Linked DNA regions of Xenopus laevis: region 2 is linked to region 1. Evidence: chromatin contacts called from public Hi-C data. All regions are on one chromosome and are shown on one strand. The core of a region is the stretch at or near the end of the contact, and the rest is flanking DNA. Distances in the headings are between cores, read along the strand shown. Region 1 has its middle 22 kb from the start of dynll2.L. Region 2 has its middle 15 kb from the start of tmem167b.L.

The links. A called contact is a pair of places that touch in the nucleus more often than the background predicts.
Region 2: a contact with region 1 is called in a Hi-C map of the XL177 cell line, with 2.6 times the contacts expected there. The contact joins two enhancer-like sites. A contact is called at or near these places in 2 of 4 Hi-C or Micro-C datasets (the XL177 cell line and the XTC cell line).

Annotation. Positions count from the first base shown.
Region 1 is chr2L:65,012,781-65,016,779 of Xenopus_laevis_v10.1, reverse strand. It overlaps the pseudogene LOC108707490. Among protein-coding and RNA genes, the nearest start is that of dynll2.L, 22 kb to the right of the region's middle. Within about 2 kb of position 2,224, at least 1 of the 7 cell types and tissues checked has an H3K27ac peak or open chromatin away from gene starts, as enhancers often do.
Region 2 is chr2L:65,150,648-65,154,646 of Xenopus_laevis_v10.1, reverse strand. No RefSeq gene overlaps it. Among protein-coding and RNA genes, the nearest start is that of tmem167b.L, 15 kb to the left of the region's middle. Within about 2 kb of position 1,881, at least 1 of the 7 cell types and tissues checked has an H3K27ac peak or open chromatin away from gene starts, as enhancers often do.

The DNA.
Region 1 (3,999 bases), core at 975-3,474:
ACTTTCCCGCTGGGTTAATTTTAATTTTAAATTATAATCAGCGGTCATTTTCCAATACCTGCCACTTTAACTGGGAAGTTCTATGGCCTTTATCAAAAAAATGTTTGTACAAAAAGGTTTCTTGTTTATTCTTTTTCTTGTCAGTTTCTTTGTTTGTTTCTTTTAGGGGTGGTTTGTAGTTTCGAATGGCCGCTTTATGTTCATTTAAGCGCATTTTAACAGGTCTACAGGTAATAAATTACGCCCTTAGAATCACAAGTATGGAAGCCCTTTGTAAAATGCTTTGTGCTTTTTTGTGTATGAACCACATAATCAGCGCCGGATTCCACTTTTGGGCGCCCCTAGGCGCAGCTGGTGCATTTGAATGGCGGCTGGGCGGCATGCCGCCCCTATTTCTTTGCTGCCCTAGGCCCGGGCCTATGCGGCCTTGCCGCAAATCCGGGCCTGCACATAATCACCTTTGATAATGCCCGTACAATGGCCGCAGTTGAGGCAAGGGAAAGTGCCAACCCTGCTACTACTTTTTTTATTAGTATTCACAACGGACCCCATTCTCTTTTTAACCAGATCTCCAACGTTCCTTCCCCTTTTGTATGAAAAAATCGGTGGCAAAGTAAAAAGATTTCCAGGCTTAGTATAAGATTTTAAAACCTTCCAATGTTTAAGAATTGTTTTTCTTATGTACTTAGCATTTGTATCATAAGTTGAAACAAAAGGGATCCGTTTCTGTTTGGTTGTGACATTCTTTTTTGTAAGTAGATTGGCCCGTGGAATCTTTCCCACCTCCTCACGGGTTTTTAAGAGTATGTTTTTATCGTAACCCTTTACTGCAAACTTATTAACCATTTTTTCAGATTCTTGAGCATCAGAAGTGATTCTCCTAACTCTCATTAGTTGGCTTTTTGGTAAACCACTGAACAGACCTGGGGCATGAAAGGATGTAGAGCTTAAAAGATTATTACGATCTGTGGGCTGTATAAAGACTGATGTACTGAAACCTGTGTCAGTCAGATTGATGAATATCTACATCAAGAAAATGTATATTGGAGGAGTGGTATTCTAAAGTAAACTTGATAGTGCTATGCACCCTATTAAGATAATTAAGGAAATCCAAAAGTTTTTCTTTACCACCTTTCCAAAGGAAAAACGTGCTATCTACATAGCGCATATAAGTAATGATATGTGCTGAGTATTCAGGGTTAGAGAAAATGAATGTATTCTCAAAAAAATCCATAAAGATATTTGCATAAACCGGTGACATATTAGCTCCCATGTTGCAGCCTTGTGTTTGTAAAAAGAAATCTGTGTTGAAGGAAAAAAAGTTTTTCGTAAGTGCTATCTCCAATAATGTGCATAAAAAAGTGATCTGGTGTGTTGGTGTTTTTGTATTACCGGGGTATGAACGAACACATTCTATACCCTCATCATGTGGGATAGACGTAAATAGGTCACAGACATCAATCGAGCACAGGAGGAAATCCTCCGTAGGTAAAGCAATTTCTCCCAATCTTAGTAAAAATTCCCCTGTATCTTGTACACAATATTTTAAAGTGGGGGTAATTTCCTGTAAAGCAATATCAACATAGATAGCTAATGGCTGTAGTAAAGAGCCCACATTACTCACTATGGGGCGCCCAGGAGGTTTTGACAGGGACTTGTGTATTTTCGGTAGAAAATAAATGTTAGGGATCTTGGCTTCCTCACGAAATAATAAGTTATAAGTATCATCAGTGATTATACCCTCCATGACAGCAGAATATAAAAAGATTTTGATTTCGTCCCTCAAATCAAGAATCAAACCAAATTTGCATATGCATACTGTTAAATATTGCTCATTTCACATATTTTCCTGTGAATCACAAGCAAACATACTTGTGTTCATAAATGAGCCCGTACAACTCACTTTATATTTTCCTGCACATGGAAAATACCTTGCTGCAATGCTTCCTCAAAAATGTTCACTTGCATACACAAGCAAGTTATGGCATCAGTGTACACAGCAGAGGGTCAACAATACCCCAAGCAGCCAGCATTTCAATTTAAAGAGAGATGCAGAACAGAAAGACAAAGTTGAAAATACATGAAATAGGATGAATGCCACTTTAAAGGAGAACTAAACCCCCCACGCTCAAAAGTCCCCACTGACCCCCTTCTGCTGCCCCTCCTTTCTGCCTCCCCCTGCTCAGTGTTACCCCAGAATTGTGCCCCCTTTAGGATCACTGACTGCACATGCAGAGTCAGCGCAGCGGAGCTCTCGGGCGACATCTTCGGCGCTTTAGTGCTTCGTAAAGTGATCGCCTTGCAGTTGGAGCAACCTTCCGGTTCCCAAAAACTGTGCATGTGCGTAAGTGCCGGAAATTGCAGAAGGCAAGGAAGACGACCGAAGATTACCAAAGTGCCATAAGGTGGGGCCCGTGAGCTCCACTGCGCTGACTCTAAATGTGCGGTCAGTATTTCTACAGGGGACACAATTCTGGGGTAACACTTAGCAGGGGGAGGCAGGGAGGGGGGCAATGTAGATATAATATTTCCAATGTAGACATAATACTTTATTTCTATCGGCATAGAAGACCATTAACACTCCACCTCACTGTTGTTCATCTTTTTGTATCTCTGAACTTGTGGTGCGATAGGATCCTTTCCTGCTTGTCCTTGGTGAGGGTTTAAAGGAGATTTCTGAGGGCCTAAGTAGAGACTATACTGTGCCTCACCAGTACACATTTCATTTTTTCAAAGTCTTTATTTATTTCTGCTCCAATGTCTTTATTTAATTCTTCTTTTGATTCTTCTCCCTGGTGTGCTTTCTTTTGCTTCCCTACTTTCCTTTACTTTTTGCTCTGTGTGAATTATGAGCGAAACATCCTTTATCAACATTGCATATAAAGCAGATGAAAAGATTGTTTACATTGCACACCTTGGATTAACCTGTTATAGATGTACACGTGTTCCATTCTATTTTCCTTTCAGAGTTAACTAAGCAACTAAAAGAGATACTGACATTAGAAACAGGGGCGGATTTACATAGCGGGCACCCCTAGGCCTGCTGTCATTCGTTGCCCCCATCCCCTCCCCTTTATGCGCGCACATATTTGGAGAAATGGGGATTAGCGCACAGAATGTTTAAAAAACTATTGTATCTCCTGCACATCAACAGTGCTTTTGAACCAATGTGGGTAAGGTTGGGCAGCATGTCTCCCCCTAGAATCCTGCCACCCTAGGCCCGGGCCTTGGTGGCCTTTCCACAAATCCAGGCCTGATTAGAAATAAACTTACCTATCATAACATCTTTCTTTGCATGCTTTTTATAATTTTGCCTTAAAGGGGATGTTCGCCAATTGAGTTAACTTTTAGACAATTTGCTATGGGTTTTCTTTTTTATTATTATAATTTGTGGAGTTATCCAAATTAACATTGCAAACATACATTGATTTGAATAAGAGACTGGAATATGAATAAGAGAGGGCTTGAATAGAAGATGAGCAATAAACAGTAGCAATAACAATGAAAATACATCTTTTACGCTCTGCCTTTATATAGACAGAGCATACACATAGATTTTTCCAGGAAGGTGTGATTAATGCTACTGACAGTGAAACTATGCTGTGAAAGAGTTTACAAGTTAAACTCAAGGCACCTAAAGCAGAAACATATAGCACATCTACTACTCTGGATTAGGGTTGCCACCTTTTCTGGAAAAAATACTGGCCTTCCTGTATATTTATCTTTTTTCCTATTAATAATATTAAGATCAACCATAATTTTTACCGGCCAGGCCAGTAAAATACCGGCCAGGTGGCAGCCCTACTCTGGATTTACAATGATACTTCAGATTACAGCCTAACTGAAGGTGTGAGTGGTTTCAGATCTCATAAATGCAATTCTAATAATTTAAGAAAATGTATCAATAGCATTATCAATAGGAAAAAAAATATGTGAGGAATGTATTAGGAAAATTCTCTATATTACACGCAGGGTAAGGCGTTACAAAACACCCAGAAT
Region 2 (3,999 bases), core at 632-3,131, 140 kb before region 1:
TCTTTAACTGAATATAATATATATAATTCCAAGAAAAGAATGGACGTGTTTTTAGCAAATAAGATAAAAGATTGCTAGAATTAAAGCATAATGTATAATGCTAAGCTCAGAGGTGTAACTACAGAGGAAGCAGACTCTGTGGCTGCAGGGGGGCCCAGAAGGTATAGGGGTTCCACAAGGACATGATTAATGAGCAATTTTAGTATATATTGATAAAACAGGAAAACACCTGGATATTTTGGGGGACCAAAAATTGATTTGCTGTGGGGCCCAGTAACATTTAGTTATGCCACTTGCTAAACTGTTGAAAATGATTTTTGCATCTAAAAAAAGTTCACAACATAGGACAATTACTTCCTATTATGGTCAGTAGGAAGCAAGAAATGTATGACAGGAAGACCTGGAAATTGATGGCTTGAGATAATAATTACTTCTGTGTAGCCACATGTTTCACAGTAATGGGCCACATTGATCAAAATAAAGGAGCTTTATTCTTAAGAATTGTTAGTTTCTAAAGATAGCCACAAAAGGGCAATTTAGCATGATATATGTTACATATATGATTTGATGGCAAAACCTAGAGAATACTTTTAGGATGGACACTGACAAACACAGTATCTGGCCTTCAGCCAACACACACACACACTGAAGATTATAAAGGTCATTTAGAATCTCTCTGGCTAACAAAAGAAGATACAATAGAAGCAGATTTAAAACAAATGTTCTATTAAAAATATTTGTTTTATATATTTTGTTCTTAGTACAAAGCAAGAAATAAAATGCATTTACAAGTAGCAAACCACATTTTTTTTAAACTATAGTTTTTTTTCCACCTTTCCCCCTGCAGTGTGCTCACTACTGGTGTATTTAAACATGGTATTTTGTAACAACAATGCTGATCAAAGCAAACAATGTTCGAACAATAGGTTTAATTGTGTTGTGTGAAATGCATGCCCACGGGGAAGGAATCAATAAATGTCTGGCAGGACAGTGCTTCACAGCCTTTTTGATTCGGTGGTCTAGCATTTTGCCTTTTGATGTTCCCCAAGTATAACATACACATATGCAGGCTAAAAACTGTGAAGGAACATTAGGAGGTGAGAAGTATAAAAGTGGATTTTTAGTGATTGCTTTTTATGTATAAAAAAAGCAAAATATAATAATGCTTTAAAACCAAGATTAATTCAGTACACCTAGGGGCAGATTTACTAAGCTCGAGTCAATAATTCGAATGCAAAAATATTCAAATTTCAAAGTATTTTTTTGGGTACTTCGGCCATCGAATTGGTCAAATTCGATCGAATTCTATCGAATCGAATGATTCAAACGATTCGAAGTAAAAATCGTTCGACCATTCGATAATCGAAGTACTGTCTCTTTAAAAAAAACTTCATACTTCACCAGATTAAAGCTACCGAAGTGCCATGTTAGCCTATGGGGACCTTCCAGAGCACTTTTGTACGTTTTTTTTTTTTTTTCATCGAGTAAAAATCATTAGATCGATCACTTAAAATCGTTAAATTCGAAGGATTTTTCGTTCAATCGAACGATTTTTATTAGATTGTTCAATCTACACTTTTGCTTTAAAATCCTTCGAATTTGATATTTGAATTTGAAAGGATTTTACTTTGAGGGTCGAATTTGAGGGTTTTTTAACCCTCGAAATTTGACCCTTGCTAAATCTGCCCCCTAGTTTTATTTAAGTACAGGAGTTAAGATCCTGTAAGGATCCCATTCAATACCAATCTTGTTTGCATGCTAACAGGCTCAGCATCAGCCAGGGAGAAACAGGGTCCCAGGCCGGCAGGACAACAGGAAAAAACCCAGTGGGCCCCGGCCATGTGGGCTCGTTGACCCAGACCTGCTGCTGCTGAAGCCATGGGTGCTGCCTCTGACCACTGCAGCAAAAAGCATAGAAAAGCAGATCGCCCACATAGCATGCTCTTAGCCCAAGGGGCACAAACTCTAAAAATTTAATATTAAAGCCAGCTCTGATGGCTGATACCTTGCCTGCAGCATAGACAGAAAGCTGGTATCGACCAGGAGCATACACAGTGTGTGCCACTGGACTGATATCAGTAGGACAAGCATGTGAGAGGATCTCACACAAAAGGTAGATAAGTTGCCAACTTGGCTAAATCAGCAGCTTAAATCTGCCCATGTTGGACAACTAAAGATTTGTTTGTTCTAAGTGCCATCTCCATGAGTAAATTGGTGTTGCAACTGCCAACTTACTACCATCGCCAAAGTAAACACATAGCTGTGGCATTAGATATAACTTCATGGTTTCTTGTAAAATATGAGTAACTAACAGTTACCAAATTACCCAATATCGGCAAAAAAATTGGCAGCTTTTAATTGTAGTAGGTAATAATAAGCTGTATTTATTGCAATCAAACACTACTTGTGCCATTATCAATTTGGCTTGTCACACACTCCCACAACTCTAAATATTTATAATAGTACTAAATATTATGATGCATTCCAGTGCTCATGGCAGTAAATCAAATATTCTGAAGTTATCCAAATTTTGTAGAAAAAAAGTCAGTAGTCCCAGGGCTCACAGGTAATCACACCAGGAGCACCTTGTCGCCTATGGGAAATCACTGTCCCCATAGATGGCAAAGTGTGTGTGAAACACCTCAATAGCGTAATTACTTAGAATTTCGTACATAGGCATTTTCATGGGATTGTGCAACTGAAGTGTTTGATTTCTGTTCACACACAATGGAAAGATATTTCAGGCAATTTGGTGCCTATGGGCTGAATGATTTTCCACTGGCAGCAAAGTGCCCAGTGTGCCATCAACCAAAGTCTTCACAAAGTTGTTTATTGGCAGCTGGCCACTAATTACCCTTGTGACGTTATAATCCCTTGGAGTGCAGACCTTTCTCTAAATGATTTTTAGACATACGTATATACATAGATATAGAGATGGATAAATAATTAGTTAGATATATAGTTGAGTTGTTTTCATTTTGTTCACCTTAAACAAAGATATTTTTCAATTGCTTTCCATCATTTGTTTTTTACAGTTTTCCCAAAATGTAAGTTCAAAGTTCCTGTCTCTAGCGTCCCAGTCTGGGTGCTCTGTGATCCAGGAGCATCTAAACTGTTACAATTTGCTACATTTAATTGATACATTTAGTTGATACATTTCTCTACAGAATCTGTGGAATATTAGCAACTATTGTATCAATTCTATCAGCTGCCTTTAATGAAGCTCAGGGATTGTGCTCAGCAGGGACAAAGATAACAAATATATCAACTAAATGTATCAATTTAGAACAGTTAATAGTCGGGGCACATGGGCAGATTTGGGGAGATTAGTTGCCAGGCGACAAATCTCCTCTTCTTCGGGGGAACTAATCTCCCCGATCTGCCTTTCTCTACCTTCCGCCGGCTAAAATGAAAATCGCCTTGGGGCAGGCACTTGGAGCGCTTAGTTTTCCGAAGTTGCCCAAAGTTTCCTCGTGAGGCAATTACGGGCGACTTCGGAATGAGTGCCTGCCCCCAGGCGATTTTTATTTTAGCCAGCGGAAGGCAGGGGAAGGCAGATAAGGGAGATTAGTTGCCCCAAAAATAGGAGATTTGTCGCCTGGCAACTAATCTCCCCGAATCTGCTCGTTTGCCCCAACCCTAAAGAGTTGGCGATCCCCTCTCCCAGAGCTGCTTAAGAAGGTCAAAAAGGGTACTTTACACTTAGAAATATATTAGAAAATCAGTCACACATAGAAAATAGAAAGTAATTGGAAAAAGTCTTTATTTCTGGTGATCAATCTGAAACCAGCTAAACTGAAAAAAGTGTTTGAAGGTGAACAACCCCTTTAAAGATTAATGTTCTTGCCTCTGGTGTTTAAATCTGCCATCTCAGCAATCAAGGTGCAGAATCTGAATTGTTACAATTTTCTACATTAGCAGATTTCTCTGCAGCATCTGTACAATATTAGCAACTATTGTATCATTTCTAACAGCTGGCTTTAATGAAACTCAGGGATT